Linked DNA regions of Nomascus leucogenys: region 2 is linked to region 1. The links are chromatin contacts, called in public Hi-C maps. All regions are on one chromosome and are shown on one strand. The core of a region is the stretch at or near the end of the contact, and the rest is flanking DNA. Distances in the headings are between cores, read along the strand shown.

Region 1 (3,960 bases), core at 937-3,436:
GGGCATAAGACCCTGCGGGCATATGTTAGGACTTTGATAAATGCACTTTAATGAGATCTTTAAAAATGCATCCAATAAAATAAAAGGCGAGGAAAGCCGTTTAACTTTCATGGATGTTAAATTGAACACGAACTGTGGCTCCGGGCACGCTACAAAATGGAACCGGCCTCTCTCCAATATTTTCTTTAAAAATCTAGCTTTAAGCCCCCCTCGGGCCAAACGAGCCTGTCCCAGCCAATCCATTATCACCGGTTTATTGGGGAACCAAATGCCACGTCCCCCTGGGCGAACTCCTTCGCTTTATTCGTTCGCGCTGCTCTAATGATTAAATATGTTACAATGAGATTACGCATCGTCAGTGTTGCCTTCAGGAACGTTCTTTCAGCCAAGCCCGACCTTCCCCGGATGAGGGCGATTTCAATACGGGAGATCTGGGTTTCTCCAGGAAACGCGCGCTGAAAGCACTCTCTTATCTGAATTTACTTCTTAACACGTGACAAAATCATTACCACAAGACTTTGGAAAACAAGCGGCTCTCCTAACGGGTTAGCATTCAACACTTAAAGCTGGGTCGGGCAGGCTGATGTGAAAAGTAGTTGTCGGTGGCGCGGGGAAGGCACGCTCTTAGCTCGAGCTAAGGGCTGGGTCCGGGAAGGACAGGGAATGCACCCTTGGGCCCTTGGGCACAGAGAGGGGGTTCCTAGGGCTCTGTCTCTCTCTCTCCAGTGTGAGCACCAGAGGTTCACAACCTTCCCCTAGACGCAACGACCCCTTTCCAGCCCCAAGAGCCACTAAAGTCGAGAAGGCGCCAGAGGAGCTCCAAAGAGCCTCCTGGTAGTGTGTGCGTGTGTGCTATGGGAGGAGGTTGGGGCGGAGGGGGCGCCCCTCGGAGACAAGGACCTCACCGAGGTTCATTTCTGATCCTCTGGCGATCTCTACTGACACAAACGAGAACTGTCCGGAGCCGGCCGCGGCCCAGGCGACACTCGCCTCCCAAACTCCAGTCTTCAGTCGCCTCTCCAGAGACCTCAGTCCACGGCGCGGGCCCTCAGCCCCGGCTCCTCCTGTCTGCGACTCCCACCGCTTGCCCTCCTGCTCATCACCACCGTCCCCTCACGTCCCAGTTCCGCCTGAGGAGAAGCCCCTGTCTCCACTGGGCGCCATCTCCAAATTACCTTCGGGACTTCTGCCTCTGTTTCAATCCCCGATCCCGAGCCCCCTGCGACGCACAGGGGGCGACTTACCCGGTGGAGGTGGGTGCAGCGGCCGCCCCTTCCTCACCGCGGCCCCGCCAGCCGAGGCGCAACCGGCCCCGAGCAATCCGGAGGGAGCTAGCCAGGCGCTCCGTGCGCCCGCTCCGCCTCCTACTCCCGGAGCTGCGGCGACAGCCCCGCCGCATTTCAAGGCGCGTCTTTATCTAGTACTCCACCTACCCGGACCCCCCTCGCTCTGCGCCCTTCCCCCACCGCGCGCCCTACCAGGCGGGGCTCAGGGGACCGCAGGCGGGGGCCGCCGCGGGTGCCGCGCCCCTCCCTCCTCCTCCACCCCCCAGCCCCGCACCTTCCCAGCCCCTGGGACAGTCCCGCTTTCCCTGACCGCACCGGAAAGTGCGCAGCGGCGGGAGCACCTGGCCTCGGCGGCAGGTAAAACTTTTCCTGACTGCAGGCGCGACAGAGGGGCTCTGCCTGTCCTCGAGTGCTCCCCACTCCTGCCGTGATCCGCAAAGTCGGGGAGAACTTCAGAGGCCCCGCACTTGCCCACCTGCTGCGTCCGGACTACGCGGCTTGGGGACTGAGCCGAGTCAGGACCCGGGAGAGCGAGGGGCTCATAACCGGGGTCCGCCATGAACCCGAGCTCCGGCGCCGCTCGGCGGCGACGACGGTGCCCCGAAACCCCTCTCTGCTGGCAGGCCGCGGTGACCGTGCCCGGAGCGCGTTCCCGCGCCGGGCGGCTGTGGCAGGAGGACCAGACAGTCAGCGCCTGGCAGCGAGGGCGACGCCGGGCTTCCTCCATCGCCACCGCCGGGCTCCGCTGCGGCTCCCGGGCTCCGCCGGGTGCCCCGCGCCACCCCCATCCCGCGTCCACCGGAAACGCGCGCCAGCTGGAGGCTCACCTGGAGCGCGGCTGCGCCGCTGGAGCCTCGGCTGGGCGAGCGCGCAGGTCCTGGCCGTTCTTTATCCCGAGTCACCGGCGGCTGCGGAGTCGCGGGCGCTCGGGCGGCGGCTCGACGCGGCGGGCGAGCGCTCCCCCTCCCGGCTCCGGGCTCCTGGCTCCAGGCTCCCGGCCCAGCGGCCCCACCCTCCCAGCTCCGGCCCCGCGGCCACCGCGCAGCCCCAGTGGAGGGGGCAGCTCCCCCGCGCCGCGCGCGCTCTGTTTGTTTTCCTTGCCGGACTGACGTGAGTCAAAATATTGGCCATATGTTCAGCGGTAATAAATTGGGTATGAGCGCAAACACACTTGGGCTTCGATGGCTCTTTCAGCTGCCACATGGTCGGCTTTGCGGGGAGGGGGCTTCCACCCCGCCTCGGCCCCCTGCCCCCAAACGCGCCGGTAGATTCCCTCCCTCCAGCGCCCCTCTGAGCTGGAGACCTGGGACCCCAGGTTTCTCCTGACCCTCGCCCCTCCTCCCTCCCCAGCAGTGCCTTGGACTCCGCAGCTCCTGGCGAGCCCGGACTGCTGGTTAACAAGGTCGCCATCTATAAATTGCTCGGTCGCTAAGACGCCATAAAACCAAAGGGCCAGATGTGGCACGTTATTTATGTGTGAAACCGCGTTTACACTAGATACGCGGATCCAAGGCCGATAGCACGACTTCGCGGGAGGTCACAGACCTCTCGCCCCGGCTCCAGGCTCCTCCCCCGGCACGATCTCCTCTCCAGGTTGAGGGGTATCGGTCTTCCCGGGAAAGGGATTCACCCCTGCAGCCCAGGGGAGGAAAGTGATTTCAGTGCGCTTGTGCCAAAATGCCACCTGTCCAGGATTAAAGGCAGTCTCTGGGGTTTATTTCCGTAGCTTTCCTGTTTCCCCTGCTCTTGCCTTCCTTTTGTTACGGGCCCCTGGGAGGTTGTTTTATTTTCCAGGCGGTTGATACGTTTCATGGGACCCGGTCTGACACAGCAAGGGTAGTGTGCTAGAGATGCCCAACTCTGTGGGTGGGTGGGATTTGAGGGTGGGGTCTCCTGAGCCCTGAGGGAAGGATTTTGGGAAGTGGAGCAGTTCACCTGGCTGAGGGAGCACCTGAAATTATTCTTGCCTCGGGCCGGTGGTCGCATGTCACCTGCCTTATTTAAATTGAAGGGCAGCCAGAGCACTGGGAGAGGCAGCCCTGGCCTCGGAATATGGAATCCGGTGGCCCTGGGTGCTGCAGGAAAGGGAAGTAAATACTCTGTTCTAATAGAAAACAATCGTTTTGCTTTCCTTCTTCAGAAGGCAGCCTCAGGACTGCATGTCCCCAAACTGGTCACCTCGTACTTTACTCACATGAATTCATTAAGAGGCATTGTCTCTCCATTGCCATTATTTTACTATTTCTTGAAGTGAACCAAATTCTCTCTGTGGTTAATAAGCACTGAGCCAGACCCCCTACCTTCCTTTTCATCTTCAAAACACCTGGGGTTCCCTGAATGACATCTTCCTTCTGGCCAAGGAAAATAAGAGATGAAAAATGTTGCCCTACTGCAGGGAAAAACATAAGCCTTTGACTTTACCATTACCAGTTACCCCAGGTCTGTGTTCACTGGATAACTATCCTTAGATGGCTGTTAAGGGTGGAAAAATGATGCTGTTGAAAGAGGGTGGGAGAGAAGGGGAGAACCAACATGGGCTGGGGGTGGGGAGGAGAGACCCATTTGATAGGGGCAAAAAGAGCTATAAAATGAACCTCTTAACCTGAAGTGCTGAGGAGGAACAGTGACTCTCTGGGTTTGCTCTCTTGGGCTTTAGATGAGCTCCTAGAAAGCT
Region 2 (4,255 bases), core at 1,636-4,135, 430 kb before region 1:
AATGTACAAATGGTCATTTTAAAAAAGGGGGCAATGAAAGCAAATGAATTGTTTATTGGAAAAATTTGTTTAATAGCTCTGCACTGTTCTTTTATGTCAATTTAAAAAAAAATCCTTTATGCTCAATAGAGATTGCACTAAATTTTAAAATCGTTATTCTGCCTTAACCATTCTTTAACTTTTCCCAAGATATAAGGTATATATTTTTTTACATGTAGGTTGAAAATTACCAAGGTTTGTTTCGTTTAAGTTATTGGACACAACTCATTATTATATTTCTAATATTTCTGTGCAAGTGAACAAGAGCAGCAGTTACCTCTGATTTGAACCCTATACAGTAAGATGGTACTTTGGATTTTTCCCCCCAACAATTTCCTGTTATGCTCAACAAACCTCTCTCCAAATGCAAACCTCAGTCTCAGTAGACTGTGTTGAAAATATGTGTCTAATCACCAAAAAAGCCAAGCATTTATCAGGATAAGCCTTCCAAACTCATCAACTTTAATGGTATCCAGACGGCTTTTCTGGAGAGGGCTCATTAGTTTAAAAAAAAAATTCTCAGCATTTCCATGTTCTGTAGCTTTACTGACATAGTCAAAAATATAACCCAAGCTCCCTGCCTTCTTGTTTAGTAGCCATTTTCTGCCCATATACTGCCTTGAAAAATAGTCAAACAAATGTAAAGAAGATAAATATCAAGCATAAATGAACTAGCGCCAAAGGGGATAGGTTCTGTATATAAAAATGAGCAACACCAGTGGCTGCAGATTAAGAAACTGAATATGTTGGTGTTTAAAATTAGAATGGTTCCCCAAAGGACTGAAAATGTTCCATTTAAGAAAAGAAATGTTTTCAAATCACTCTGCTGACTAGAGGAGTCTGAATCAAAGTCAGAAATTAATAATAGGATGCAGACAGAGACCCCCAATCATAAATAGCAGAGATGATTTTTATATGTATAAAAGCCTGCATGGCCCAGCAGTGTCTATAGTTCTATGGGGAAAAAAACTAATGAAATGCAAGAAGAAAATGTTAAAAATAGAAATGAATGTGCCCGGTAGAAATGCTATTGTCATACTCTTGTGACACAATGACTACTTTTCTGGAAAAGTAATTCTTCAATTGAGCCCAGGCAAGCATTGAATTCACTGTAAAGTTGTATATTTAAACCTGTAGTCTGAAGGGTTTGCCTGTATTTAAAGCTCAATGCTACCTGGGCTCATTAGAGTACCAGGACAAAGCTCTAGCATGTTACTGCTTTGACACTCCTCAGAACTTCTAGGTAGTTTTCAGTGGCTTCAAGTACTTAGATTGCTGGCAGTATAGGAAATAGAAAGTAGAATATTGAATGGGTGAGGTGTATACATCAAACATGTGGGAATGTATAGACAGAGAGATAAAGATCCTGCTCGAACATCCTATTATATTGCAGAGGGTGCAGAACAATTCCAGGGTAAACACAGGCTTGGAGTAAACAGAGCTGCAATGTGCAGGTTGCACGAATTAGAGCATCCTGAGTCTCATTCATGATCAAATGGTTCCTTTCTAGACTTTTTATCAGGAACAGGCTCTGCTCTGGGTAACAGAAAGATAAAAGAACATAATCGCAGCCATGAAATCTTTAGTGTAGAAACAAGAAGAGCAACGGGTAAGTGTTTAAATTCAGGCCTGTTTTAACAACACAACGGCCTCATTCTACAAGTGCCTCCTTTCCAGTTTGGGCCAACTCAGTGCTTTGGCTGAGTCTGTGACAGGATGTGTGCCCTCTCCACGGTTTTGGATAAACCTGTGCTTTCTGGGAAGTTGCTTTCAGGATGCGGGTGCACTGGCTGAGGGTGAAGATAGGAAGGAAGGACAGTGGTCAGGAGGAGGATAGCCCCGAGCCAGGCAGGACAATATCCAGCCAAAATAATTTACCCTGCTTTCTGGTAAACACAATATATTTTTATGTACTTACATTTGAAATAAACAATACCTGCACGTGGGGAGAAAAGTGAAAGATTCAAGAAACAGCACAGTGGAAAGTTGGTCTCCCTGTAGCCCACCTACCTTGGTTCCTTTCCAGTGGCAACTGTGAGCCTTCCTTACAGATATTTCCATGCACAAATTGTCACTCAATTTCAATCCACGATCTTTAAAAACACAGCTCCCCATCCCTATCCAGCCCCTCCCAGCACCCAGGTCTTCTCTTCCCCTTCAGGTCATTCTTCACCCATCCCCACTCCCCAACATATTTCTTCATCTTGGGGTACCTGACAGACGACCTGCTGACACCCTGGTGACCCAGGGGCCCTTCTTTTTTTATATATAAGGGTTAGAGTTATTGCTTAATGATAATTACTTATTTTACACATTGTCGTCTGCTGATGTTTAAAAGATAAGAAGACATTTGTCAGGGCGGGTGCCTGAGGCTCTCAGAGGACTCCGGGAGACCCTGCCAAAACGTTTCCAAACTGAATAGTCATTGGGCTGCCAGATAATTCAGAAACTATTTGTATGAGCTGTTTATCAAATTATTAACCGCACAGATGTTGTTTGGCTGAAGAGCAGCTGAATCCCCTCTCTGGCAGCCGCGGAGACAAAGGTCTCCAGGAATAATTGGAGATGTGCATGGAATATTAAATTAATTTACTGCTGTTAATTCTTATGCAAATTCTGACCTCCGATGGCGCCTATCAATTACCCCGCGCGCAGTGAAAGCGAAAGCGACAGTTTCTTTTCTTCTCTTTGCTTTTTTTTTTTAAGAACTCGAAAAAGGAAATATTTGCAATAAGCAGGCGGTAGTAGCACTTCGTAACTGAAATTATTTAATTGAATCTTCAAGTTTTTAGGAATGTCCGTAGAGGATAAAACCCCAGTGCTCAGGGGAGAGAGTGGGAGGGGTACAGGGGGCGGAGGAATTTGTTGGTTTGACTGTACACCTGCGGGCGGCGGCAAAATACTGCCACGAGCAGGGACCAGTGATGTCAAATAAAACATTGGCTTGTAGGCGGACGCGGGCCTTGGGAATCGCGCGAGCCCAGCGTTAGCCCGGGGTTTCACCGAAGCCGACGATTCGAAGGGAGTCGCGTTTCCGCAAACTGCATCGCTAGGGGCCTGGCGTGGAAGCTCCTCTGCGCAACTTTCCTCCACCGCTGCCTACAAGGGAGGCTCTGGCTTCCATTTACTTATTTTTTAGGGGTTTTAACCTTAGAAGGTTCCTGCTTTTACAACCGCTAACCCAAAAAACATTTTTTTTCTTTTTGTTCTTTGTAAAACCAAACCACTATGCTGTGCGTTCATGTTCAACTCTGTTGAAATCCCGGGTGGGCCGAAATGAGATTTAATTGTCTCCTGCGTGGAGAAGTGACATCCACTTTTTCCCCTGAATTGAGCAAACACCAGGGCTTTGTCTGAGCTTGTGGCTTAAACGCCTGCGGTTTCTGCACCCAGTTGGTGGGTTGTAAGACCGGAGGTTTCCAAGTCTTACTAGTCTTACTTTCATCATGTTTCTAATAAGGAAAACCAAATCGGGCCCATAATGTCATCAGCCCCGGCCCGACCGCGCCGGGACCTCGGCAGCCCGATGATGTCGCCAGCGGCCCCGGCGCAGCCACGACGCGTCGCCTTTCAGCTCCTCGCGGTCCCCACAAAAGCCAGACAACAATATCAATTAATCATGCAGCGGGCAAACAAGGAGATTTATCCCGCGACAAACAGCCCCACCGAGAGCCGCTGAATGGGCGTGATTAGCATGTGAAAAGGCGAGCAAAACTCCGCGGTTCAACAGCTAAAGAGCAATTTGATGGGGCTGGGATGGGGAAATTACTTGATTAGCGTCCGTCGGAGGAGAGCACGGTTACAGCCCCTCGGCCGGGAATCCGACAGGGGAACAAAACGCGCTGGTAAACGCGGCGACGTGCAGGGAGCGCGGGCGAGGGAGGGAGCGCGGGGGCGGACATCGAGAAGCAATCGGGGTGGTGGCAGAAATAGGGGCTGACCCGCTAGCCCCTGCCAAACCCCGACCACCCTCACCTAGGGCTCCCGGGCCGGGACCGGGCGGACCCAAGACTTCACCCAGCGCTGGAGGTCGACTTTAATTTAAAGCGCTGCCCCGGCTCTGGCCCCGAAAGAGAGTAACAGAGGCGCGTGCGGGGGGGAAAGGCCCACCCACGCTGTCCCTGGAGTCCCCTCCAGTGTCCCCAGGGACGCAGTCCGCGGCCGCCAGCTCCGGGGGCTCGGGCCCCAGGTTGGAGTAGCCACGCTAGCGGCTAGG

Evidence for each region. A called contact is a pair of places that touch in the nucleus more often than the background predicts.
Region 2: a Hi-C map of an unstated tissue shows a contact between it and region 1, with 4 times the contacts expected there. The contact joins the enhancer-like site here to the promoter of NKX2-2 in region 1. A contact is called at or near these places in 2 of 4 Hi-C or Micro-C datasets (a lymphoblastoid cell line and an unstated tissue).

The regions. Positions count from the first base shown.
Region 1 is chr13:43,574,671-43,578,630 of Asia_NLE_v1, reverse strand. It overlaps NKX2-2 (homeobox protein Nkx-2.2), which reads right to left and starts at 2,186. Exons shown (of 4, transcript XM_030826388.1): 1 at 2,114-2,186.
Region 2 is chr13:44,002,496-44,006,750 of Asia_NLE_v1, reverse strand. No RefSeq gene overlaps it. Among named protein-coding and RNA genes, the nearest start is that of KIZ, 28 kb to the right of the region's middle. Within about 2 kb of position 2,885, the one cell type or tissue checked has an H3K27ac peak away from gene starts, as active enhancers do. A contact at or near this core is called in a lymphoblastoid cell line, where this site is marked.